2 separate regions of the Macaca mulatta genome follow, and region 1 is linked to region 2. A link is a contact called in public Hi-C data. All regions are on one chromosome and are shown on one strand. The core of a region is the stretch at or near the end of the contact, and the rest is flanking DNA. Distances in the headings are between cores, read along the strand shown.

Region 1 (4,246 bases), core at 986-3,485, 100 kb after region 2:
GAAGGAATGAAGAGATTTATTGAAAATGAAAGTACATTCCACAGCATGGGAGCGGCTGGAACATAGGGGCTCAGAGGCCCCGTTACAGAAGTTTTGGAAGTTTAAATACCCCCTAGATGATTCCATTGGTTACTTTGCTTATGCTCTGTAAATGGAGAGGATGAAGTAAAGTTACAAAGTCATTTACAGCATACGCCCTATGGAGTGGATATTTCCTGTTATAGCTGAAGTGTGAATTGGCCTTATATTCCCTGCCTCATGACCCTATTTTCCTACCTCAGGCTCACTGCTCAATCAATGTACACAGAAGCCAATACCAGGGTACTGGCTTTTGAGAAAAGAAAGGTTTTATTGCAAGACCAGCCAGCAAGGAGACAGGAGGCAGGTTCAAATCTTCCTCCCTGATTTGGGGTCTGGGACAAGTTTTAAGGAAGCAGAGGGCAAAGGAAAGGACTTAGAAATGTTGGCTTGGCAGGATCTGTTTGAAGGCCTTCAACTTTGGCCATTTATGGCAAGGTATGTTGAGTTGGATTTTAGCCCCTATCTTCTGGGCCAAGAGACCCTTCCCTTCTGAGAGTTCAAATGTTCGGGTTCCAGTCATGTCCCAGTCTTCTTCGTTCCAAGGAGAGGAACAGTCGGTTCTGGATGTTTGTTAGACATCAAACCTTTTTCTAGGGTGCATGCCTGGGCTTTGTGACTTAAGAGTTTTTGGCTCTGTTACACCTGCAAGGTAACTCAACATTTTGTTATAAACAGAGTAAGCCTCGTTTGGGCTGGTCCTGTGGCTGCAACGGCACTTATTCCCACCACCTAGAATCAAGCGCTGCTGACACACTGTTTACTTCCAGTTCCCACGGCCCCTATTCCCCTATACAAAATTACACAGGAAACATATGCGTTCATTTAATTAACAAATGTATATAAGAACATCATAGACAAAGCAAAGTCTCTTGACACTCTCCATCTTGACCTGTTCACCGTCCCAGACCAGGTGAAGAACTTTGAAGCTATGCTATCTGCAAGTCACCGGCACAGTCGGAATAAAAGCTGGTCGTGGTGGTGAGGGTCATCCGGGTCGGGACTGAGTCAAGGCAGGTGGGACCGAATGGTAGGGACCTGGGTGGACATCTGGGTCGGGACTGAGTCCAGGCAGGCCACCTGCCTTGGGCCTCCAACGTTTCTGCACAGGGCTGGGCTTTAAGAGGCTTTCCAGAGCGCTGCCGGGGCGGGGGTGGGGTGAGGTGAGGGGCTCGCCCTGGCTCTCCCACCCCTGCCTACACGCTGTAAGGTCACTGGATTCATTTCTGGAACTAACTTGTAATTCTCAAGTGCTATTAATTCTCTTCCAACAGGAACCGCCTCAGTAACGCGCCGCTGAGTCAGTTTTCAGGGCGGGTGGTTTCCCCACGTCCACTCCTGAGGCCCCTCAAGCGCACCCACGGCGTCCGGCTTCCCAGGGCGCTCTTTCCCAGGAGACTTTCTCATCCCTGTTTTCTCTCCTCTTCCGACTTCTCCGAGGGCTGCCCCGCGGTCTGTCCGGCCGCGTCCCGGGCCTTGGGGCGGCTGAGGCATGACCGGAATGCGCGGGAGGACGCGGGGCGGGGACGCGAGGGCAAGGACGCGGGGCACGGAGGGGACGCGGGGCACGGAGGGGACGCGGGGCACGGAGGGGACGCGGGGCACGGAGGGGACCCGGGGCGGGCCGGCCTGGCCTGGGCCCTGGTCGGGGCGGCGCTCGGCCCAGCCCGCGCCCTCCGCCCCGACACTCGCAGCCCCGCCTCCGGACCCCCGGTAGTTGCCATCCCCTTGCGGGCCGGGTGGGGCGCGCAGCTCCCAGCCCTGGGAGGTCCCGAGGATCGCGAAACGGAAAGAGAAAAAAGTCGGCGCCTAGCGCCTGGCAGGCAGGGCCCGCCCCGCCTCCCTTCCCGGCTGGTCCAGTCACCGACCTGCGGCTCCGGGGCCGCGAGGGAGGAGGCGCGGGGGGCGCGAGGCGGGGGCGGGCGCTCGGGGCTCGGCCCCGCTCTCGGCTCCGGGGGTTCCCGTGGCCGCAGCAGCGCGGTCTCTGCGGAGGCGGCGGGGGCGCGGCCAGCCAGACCTCTTCCTTTCCAGGGCGGCCCGCGGCGCCCGTTCCGCGGGAGGCGGGCGGGAGGCGGACGCGGCCTGGCCTCGACGTCGACTACCGCGCCGCCCGCGATGGGAAGCGCCTTATAAAGCCGCGCCCGGCCGGCCCGAGCCACTCGCCGCCGCGCCGCCCCGAACGCGGGCCGCACGCAGCCTCCTGGAGTGCCGGGCCGACCCCGGACGACCCCGGGCCCGGACGCACCGCGGACGACTCCTGCCCCGGACGCGCCCCGGACTACCCCGGCCACGGACGTACCCGGGACGACCCCGGCCAGGGCGCGCCTCCTGCGGCCGGGCGGGCGGCGGGGCCGGGGCGCCCTTGGAGGGGGCATGCGTGCGACATGGCCTCGGCGGTGTTTGAGGGCACGTCGCTCGTGAACATGTTCGTGCGTGGCTGCTGGGTGAACGGCATCCGCAGGCTCATCGTCAGCCGGCGCGGCGACGAGGAGGAGTTCTTCGAGATCCGCACGGAGTGGTCGGACCGCAGCGTGCTCTACCTGCATCGCAGCCTCGCGGACCTGGGTCGCCTGTGGCAGCGCCTGCGCGACGCCTTCCCCGAGGACCGGTCGGAGCTGGCGCGGGGGCCGCTGCGGCAAGGTGCGGGGCCGGGGACGCGGGGGGGGCGCGGGGCCGAGGCTACCTTGAAGTGCACGAAGGAGGCGGGGAGAGACTTCAACCGAGATTGCGACTTCTCCCTCCTGCCCACGCTGGACAGGGCACACTTGGACCCCGCGCCCGCAGACGAGGGGTGCCCGGGCGGCGGGGTTAGGGGGACGCGGAGCCGGCCTGCCCGGCCTGGGGGCGCCCCCGGCGGAGGAGCCAAATGGGGCGGGAAAGGGGCCGAGGCCGGCAGGGCGGGAGCCGGACTCTCCCCGAGGACGAGTCACTTCCGAGGAGGGCGGGGGCGCCAGGGGCTGAGCGGCTCCCAGGGTCAGCCCGGCCCTAGCCCCTGCCCAGTACCTCCCGAGGGCCGGCGGGCGGGCGGGCGCACTGGGAAGGCGTCTGGGAGCAGTTAACTGCAGGGTCCTAGCCGGGGGTCGCGTCGGGTCTGGCAGCCGCCCCTGAGTTCTCCCCGCGGAGGGCGCACCCCTGGTCTTCGAGCACGAGGTGCCACGCAGCCCTTCCGTCCCTCCTCGGAGGGGCCGCCCCGCCCGCGGCTGCCGCGGACAGCCAGGGCCCCCCCGCACCGCGACCAGGGCTGGTCCCCATTCGAGTTTGATCAGCTGCGCCGCCTCCTCCCCGGCCTTGTGACCGTCCTGGCTCGCGGGAATTCTTGTTTTCAGAAACCGCGGTGGCTTCCCTTTTCCTACGGCTCTGCCCGAGCTTTCTTTTGGAGGCCAAGCTGAGGGGGTGGAAGCGGGGAGGACGCAAGAGAGAGGGGCTGGAGTTGAGACGGAAGAATGCGGGGTGGAGGGAGCAGGCCGGGGAGGGGGGCCGCCTGGGAGGGCCAGGAGAGTAGAAGGGGCGGGAAGAGTGGAGGACTTCCGAGCAGCACCCCTGTCCCCCCCGCCGGACACGTGTGACCACCTGTAGCTCCGAGCATGGGGACAGTGGCCCAGCAGCCTTCCTTCAATCCTTCTCTAAGCGGAGACCTCCTGAAAGCCTGGGGCCAAGTTACTGAAGCAGAGGGTGGCCCGTCGCAGTCTCCCCAGCCTGCTGTCTGTCTGCGGTCTTGAGATAACGTCTGCTTTTCCCTGGTGATGGCCCCAACCCCAGTGTGTGAATTACGTGGATAATTAGCTCGGTTCTCATGACACATCCTTTGGAAGGGCTCCCACAGCCAGCCAGTTGGGGCCCTGAGCGAGAAGGCCCGCCCTTCAGGCTTCCCTCTGCTCCCCAGAGCCTCACATTCATAGCTGTTCTCCAGACAGTTGGGTGTTATTTCAAGCATCGAAGCAGTTTTCTTTGGATTTGCTGTTTGTTATGATATTTTAAATTTAACAAATGAATGCCCAAATCAGGAAAGCATCGTGAAGGAACAGCGGTTTATTCAATGACCTTTCCTGGAACGAGGCTTAAACACACTGGAGTCCTTGAGCCTCACTGTGGTCAGGCGTCTGAGCTCCGTGACCCCAGGCAGGCTGGTTGCAGCGGGCTCCCCGTGGGACTCCCCACCTATAGCTTT
Region 2 (4,370 bases), core at 1,296-3,795:
CACACACATATATATTTGAGATGGAGTTTCACTCTTTCACCCAGCCTGGAGTGAAGTGGGACAATCTCGGCTCACTGCAACTTCTGCCTCCCAGGTTCAAGCGATTCTCCTGCCTCAGCCTCCCAAGTAGCTAGGATTACAGGCACAGTTTTTTTATTTTTAGTAGAGACGGGGTTTTACCATGTTGGTCAGGCTGGTCCCGAACTCTTGACCTCAGGTGATCCACAAACCTTGGCCTCTCAAAATGCTAGGATTACAGGCGTGAGCCACCACACCCGGCCTGAATACAATATTTTTAAAAATCAAAATTAACATAAATAATTCACAATGAATAAAATACAAACGTTTTCAATAAAGACAGGATCTGCAACTGTGCCCTTTGGAGTCATATTGGAGCAAAAGGAAAATCAATGATACTCACCCTGCAGGCTACTTGCATTAGCTCTGTCCTCCTAACTTCTGGGCTAAACAACCCAGCTAAAGGCAACTAGAGGGGGGTTGCTCCCCAACCTTTGCAAGCCCCCTCCTGCTGGCAACTGCTGATCCTGGGACCGGTAATGGGCAGGTCCACCTTTGCCCTCAAATGGTTCTGAACTAGGTCACTGAAGTCTTTTAAATAAATTAACCAAAACCATAATAATAACAAAAAACATTTATTAAGTGCTACGTGTTTTACAAATATTAACTCAAACCTCACATCCATTTTTTAAAGTAAGTGCTCTTGTTATTTCCTTTTACAGGTGACCAAAGTGAGGCATGGGGGTTTAATAAGCTTACCCAAAACTACACAGCAAGGAGGAAGCTGCGTCGGGAATCAAACTCAGTCACTGTGGCCCCCAAGACCATGCTCATAACCATGAGGTAAAAAATGTGCCTCCTCTTCTAATTTCTGTCTCACAGTGGGCCCAGACATGGTTTCAATACAGCTCAGCAGAGCAATGCAGCAAATCCAGGTAGGGACACTAAAATACTCAGAAAAGGACCAACCAAACAACCAAAGCATAACATCAGCAATAGGACAACCAATATGAATCATGAGAACCCTCTGTCTTTATTAAATTCGGGGGAAGAAATCAAGGTCAGGAAATCAAGTGACTGGTGGCGGGGCATAGAAAGGAGTGTCTCCCCCGGTTTCTGCTCTGGCGGGCGGGTGTCAGCGGATGGTGTACTTGTCCCACTTCTTCTCGGGGTCGTAGGCCTCCCAGCGGCTGGCGGGGAAGATGTGCTTGTTCTTCTCGTACCAGCTCCGCAGCACCACCTTGCCCGCGTGCGACTCGTCCTTCTCCATGGTGGCGTCGCTGAGCAGGCGCACGTCGTCGTGCACATCGAAGTTGAAGAGCGGCCCGCTCTTGCCCCTTGCCTTGGCGATGATGAAGTCATAGAAGGTGTGGTAGTGCGGCAGGATGAGGTCCTCCTTGATGAACATGAGCTGCTCCACGCCCGCGGAGCGCAGCTCCAGGAAGTCCTTGCGCAGCCCCTGCAGCGCCTTCTTCAGGAACTGCTGCACCGTGTTGCCCTTGCGCACACGCACCGTGCGCCGGTGGCCCGAGCCGTCCCAGTAGCTGAAGGTGACCTCCATCTCCTCGTCCTTCACTTTCTCGCGCTGCGCCTCCCACTCTTGGCGCAGCTCCTCCCGGAGCCGGTTCTCCTCCTCCTCGCGGTCGCGGTCGGGCAGGAAGCTGGTGTCCACGTCGGGGTTCTTGCCCAGGTTTCCGGCGCGCCTGGCCTCGGCCGCGTCCGCCTGGTCATCGAGGTCGTCGAGCGCGAAGGACAGGCAGGAGATCTTACGCTTGCGCTCGCGCCGGTGCTCCTGCTCCCGCAGCCGCTCCTGCTGCAGCCGCTGCTCCTCCAGCTGCTGGCGCTTGGCCAGCTGCCGCTCGCGCTCCCTGATCAGGGCCTCCTGCCGGGCCTTCATGTCGTTCAGGGTCACCAGGCCCACCGTGCTGGACTTCAGCTCGGCCTCCACGGCATCGTAGTGCGCCGAGAACTTCTTGTCCACCTGCGACTTGAGGATGGTCTCCTCGGCGATGCGCTGCTTCAGCACCTCCATCTGCTCCCGCTGCTTCTCGCGCTTCTTGAGGAGGTGCATGGCACGGCCCGCCTCGCGCATGGTGCCCTTGTACTGCGCCATGGCCCCCGCCTACCCGCTGGGCTCTGCAGCAAAGAGGAAAAACGGGGCAAGTAGAGAGGGGCCCGTGCAACTGCGGGAAATGCAAAGCTCTGCGCCTCCTCACAGGGCTTTCGGCAGTGATGGAAGCGTTTAGGGGCTGGGCCGACCTGCTAGGGTCACCAACCTGACGGTGTCACCACGCACCAATTTCCAGCCTTTTCTTTGACCTCAATAAATGCAAATGCAAATGGCCCCACGTAACTGGTGGCTGCCATGCCTGAGCGCTGCGCTGAATTTGGGGAGCTGCATACAGAGAGGGTTGGGCTACTGAGCGAACCCTTACCTGCCCAAGCACCCTGCCGAGCGGAGACACGCGGGAGTTGACCTCCACGAGAACCACCCACGAGCAAAGGCCCACCCGTCCCGGGCTCTCGCGACAGCCACGGACACAGGAAGTGGAAGCGGTGCGCCCCCTGGCGGGGAGGCGGGCCCTGAGGAGAGCGCCAGGCTCCTGGTAGGGCGGCTGCGGAAACAGGAAGTGGAGGCGGCTCGCCCCCTGGCGGAGAGGCGGGCCCTCGGGAGAGCGCCTGGCTCCTGGCGGGGGCGGTGCTCCTGTGGGGCGGGCCAGCGCGGGGAGGAGCCTGGAGGAGGCGCCTCTGGCCCTGCCCAGCCAATGCTGGCCGGAGCTCCTGTTTTCATGCTGTGGGCAGGGAGGGCCCGCACCAGCGGTGCGTGCTTGCTGAGCCTTCTCGTGCCCAGTTGTAAACACGCAGAAGCAATGTGGGCGCTGCGCAAGCTGCTGTGGTCACCCAGAGAGGCTTGCAACCGCCTCGCAAGGCTGCAGCCCCTGCTCTCCAACCCTCCTCCTCCCGCGTCTCCTCCCGCCTCTGATGCTACCCCACTGTGGCCGTCTCATGAACGTTACCTGCACACCACTGCTTGTAATTCTTTCTTATGGCCCTAACATAACAACCGTTCTTTGATAATGGAACCCTACTCACCCCCCAATTTCATGACAAAACCTGCACTCAGCTTGTTAGACCTCTTCTATGCAGCAGTTTCCCCCCGGGTTCTAAGCTCTAATAACCATGGGAAACTGAGTTAAAGTATAGCAGTGTCTTTACTGTGAGCCTTTAACATGCCAGTTTCCACTGCAACTCTCCAAGGGCAGGGCAGACCAGTTCATGTTGTGTGATCGTTTCTCCCCTGCAGGAGATCTGGGAATACTCGCTGAAACCAGTGCTTCCTGGGACCTAGTTTGGAAAAGCTGGTTGTGAAATACACACTGCAGTTCAGCCTACTCCCGTCTAACAGCAACAATGCCTGTGAGCATAACCTTACCAAGAAGCGTGAATCATATGATAGTTACCTATGGCACCCACGTATCCAGAGGAGAATAGCGGGTGTGAGCACTCATCAAATTGTCCAAGCCAGAAACCTAGGCCTTTTCCTGGAATGACGTTCCTTCACATGAAATCGATTGCAGAAGAGCCTTTCACACTTTCCTTTTTCTCCCATTTCCCACCACTTGCCTTAATCTAGGAAATTAGCATTTTAAAAAAATCTGAAGCCTTCTCATTGTTGCCTCATCACCAGAATACAAGAATATCTTATTTTATTGAGCTCTGGGATACTGTGTGTTTTGTTTTTGTTTTTACAGATTGAAGATTTGTGGCGATGCAGCATCAAGTGCCTACTTTCTCCATTTTTCCAACAGCATGTACTCACTTCGTGTTCCTGTGTCACATTTTGGTAATTCTTGCAATATTTCAGACTTTTTCATTAGGCTATCTGCTATGGTGATCTGTGATCATCGTTCTGTGAGGTTACTGTAATTGTTTGGGGGCACTCCGAAGTGTGCACGTGGAAGACAAAGACATTTACTGATTTGACTGATAAATGTTATGTATGTTCTGACTGCTCCACTGACTGGCTGCTCCTTCATCTCTCTTCCTCTCCCCAGGCTTCCCTAGTCCCTGAGACACAACAATATTGAAATTAGGCTAATTCATAACCCTACAATGGCCTCTCAGTGTTCAAGTGAAAAGAAGTGTCACACGTCTCTCACTTTAAATCAAAGGCTAGAAATGATTCAGCTCAGTGAGGAAAGTATGTCAAAAGCCAGGATAGGCCAAAAGCTAGGCCTCTTTTGCCAAACAGTTAGCTAAATTATGAATGCAAAGGAAAAAAATCTTGAAGGAAACTAAAAGCGCTTTCCTGGTAAACATATGAATGATAAGAAAGCAAAACAGCCTTATTG

Evidence for each region. A called contact is a pair of places that touch in the nucleus more often than the background predicts.
Region 1: a Hi-C map of fetal cortex germinal zone shows a contact between it and region 2, with 2.5 times the contacts expected there. The contact joins the promoter of PXDC1 here to the promoter of FAM50B in region 2. A contact is called at or near these places in 4 of 14 Hi-C or Micro-C datasets (fetal cortex germinal zone, fetal cortical plate, fibroblasts and 1 more).

Annotation. Positions count from the first base shown.
Region 1 is chr4:179,508,421-179,512,666 of T2T-MMU8v2.0, forward strand. PXDC1 (PX domain containing 1) reads left to right here and starts at 2,236. Exons shown (of 5, transcript XM_015135486.3): 1 at 2,236-2,718. The coding sequence starts at 2,463.
Region 2 is chr4:179,407,696-179,412,065 of T2T-MMU8v2.0, forward strand. FAM50B (family with sequence similarity 50 member B) reads right to left here and starts at 2,546. Exons shown (of 2, transcript NM_001267791.1): 1 at 2,454-2,546; 2 at 652-2,154. The coding sequence starts at 2,131. The coding sequence ends at 1,154.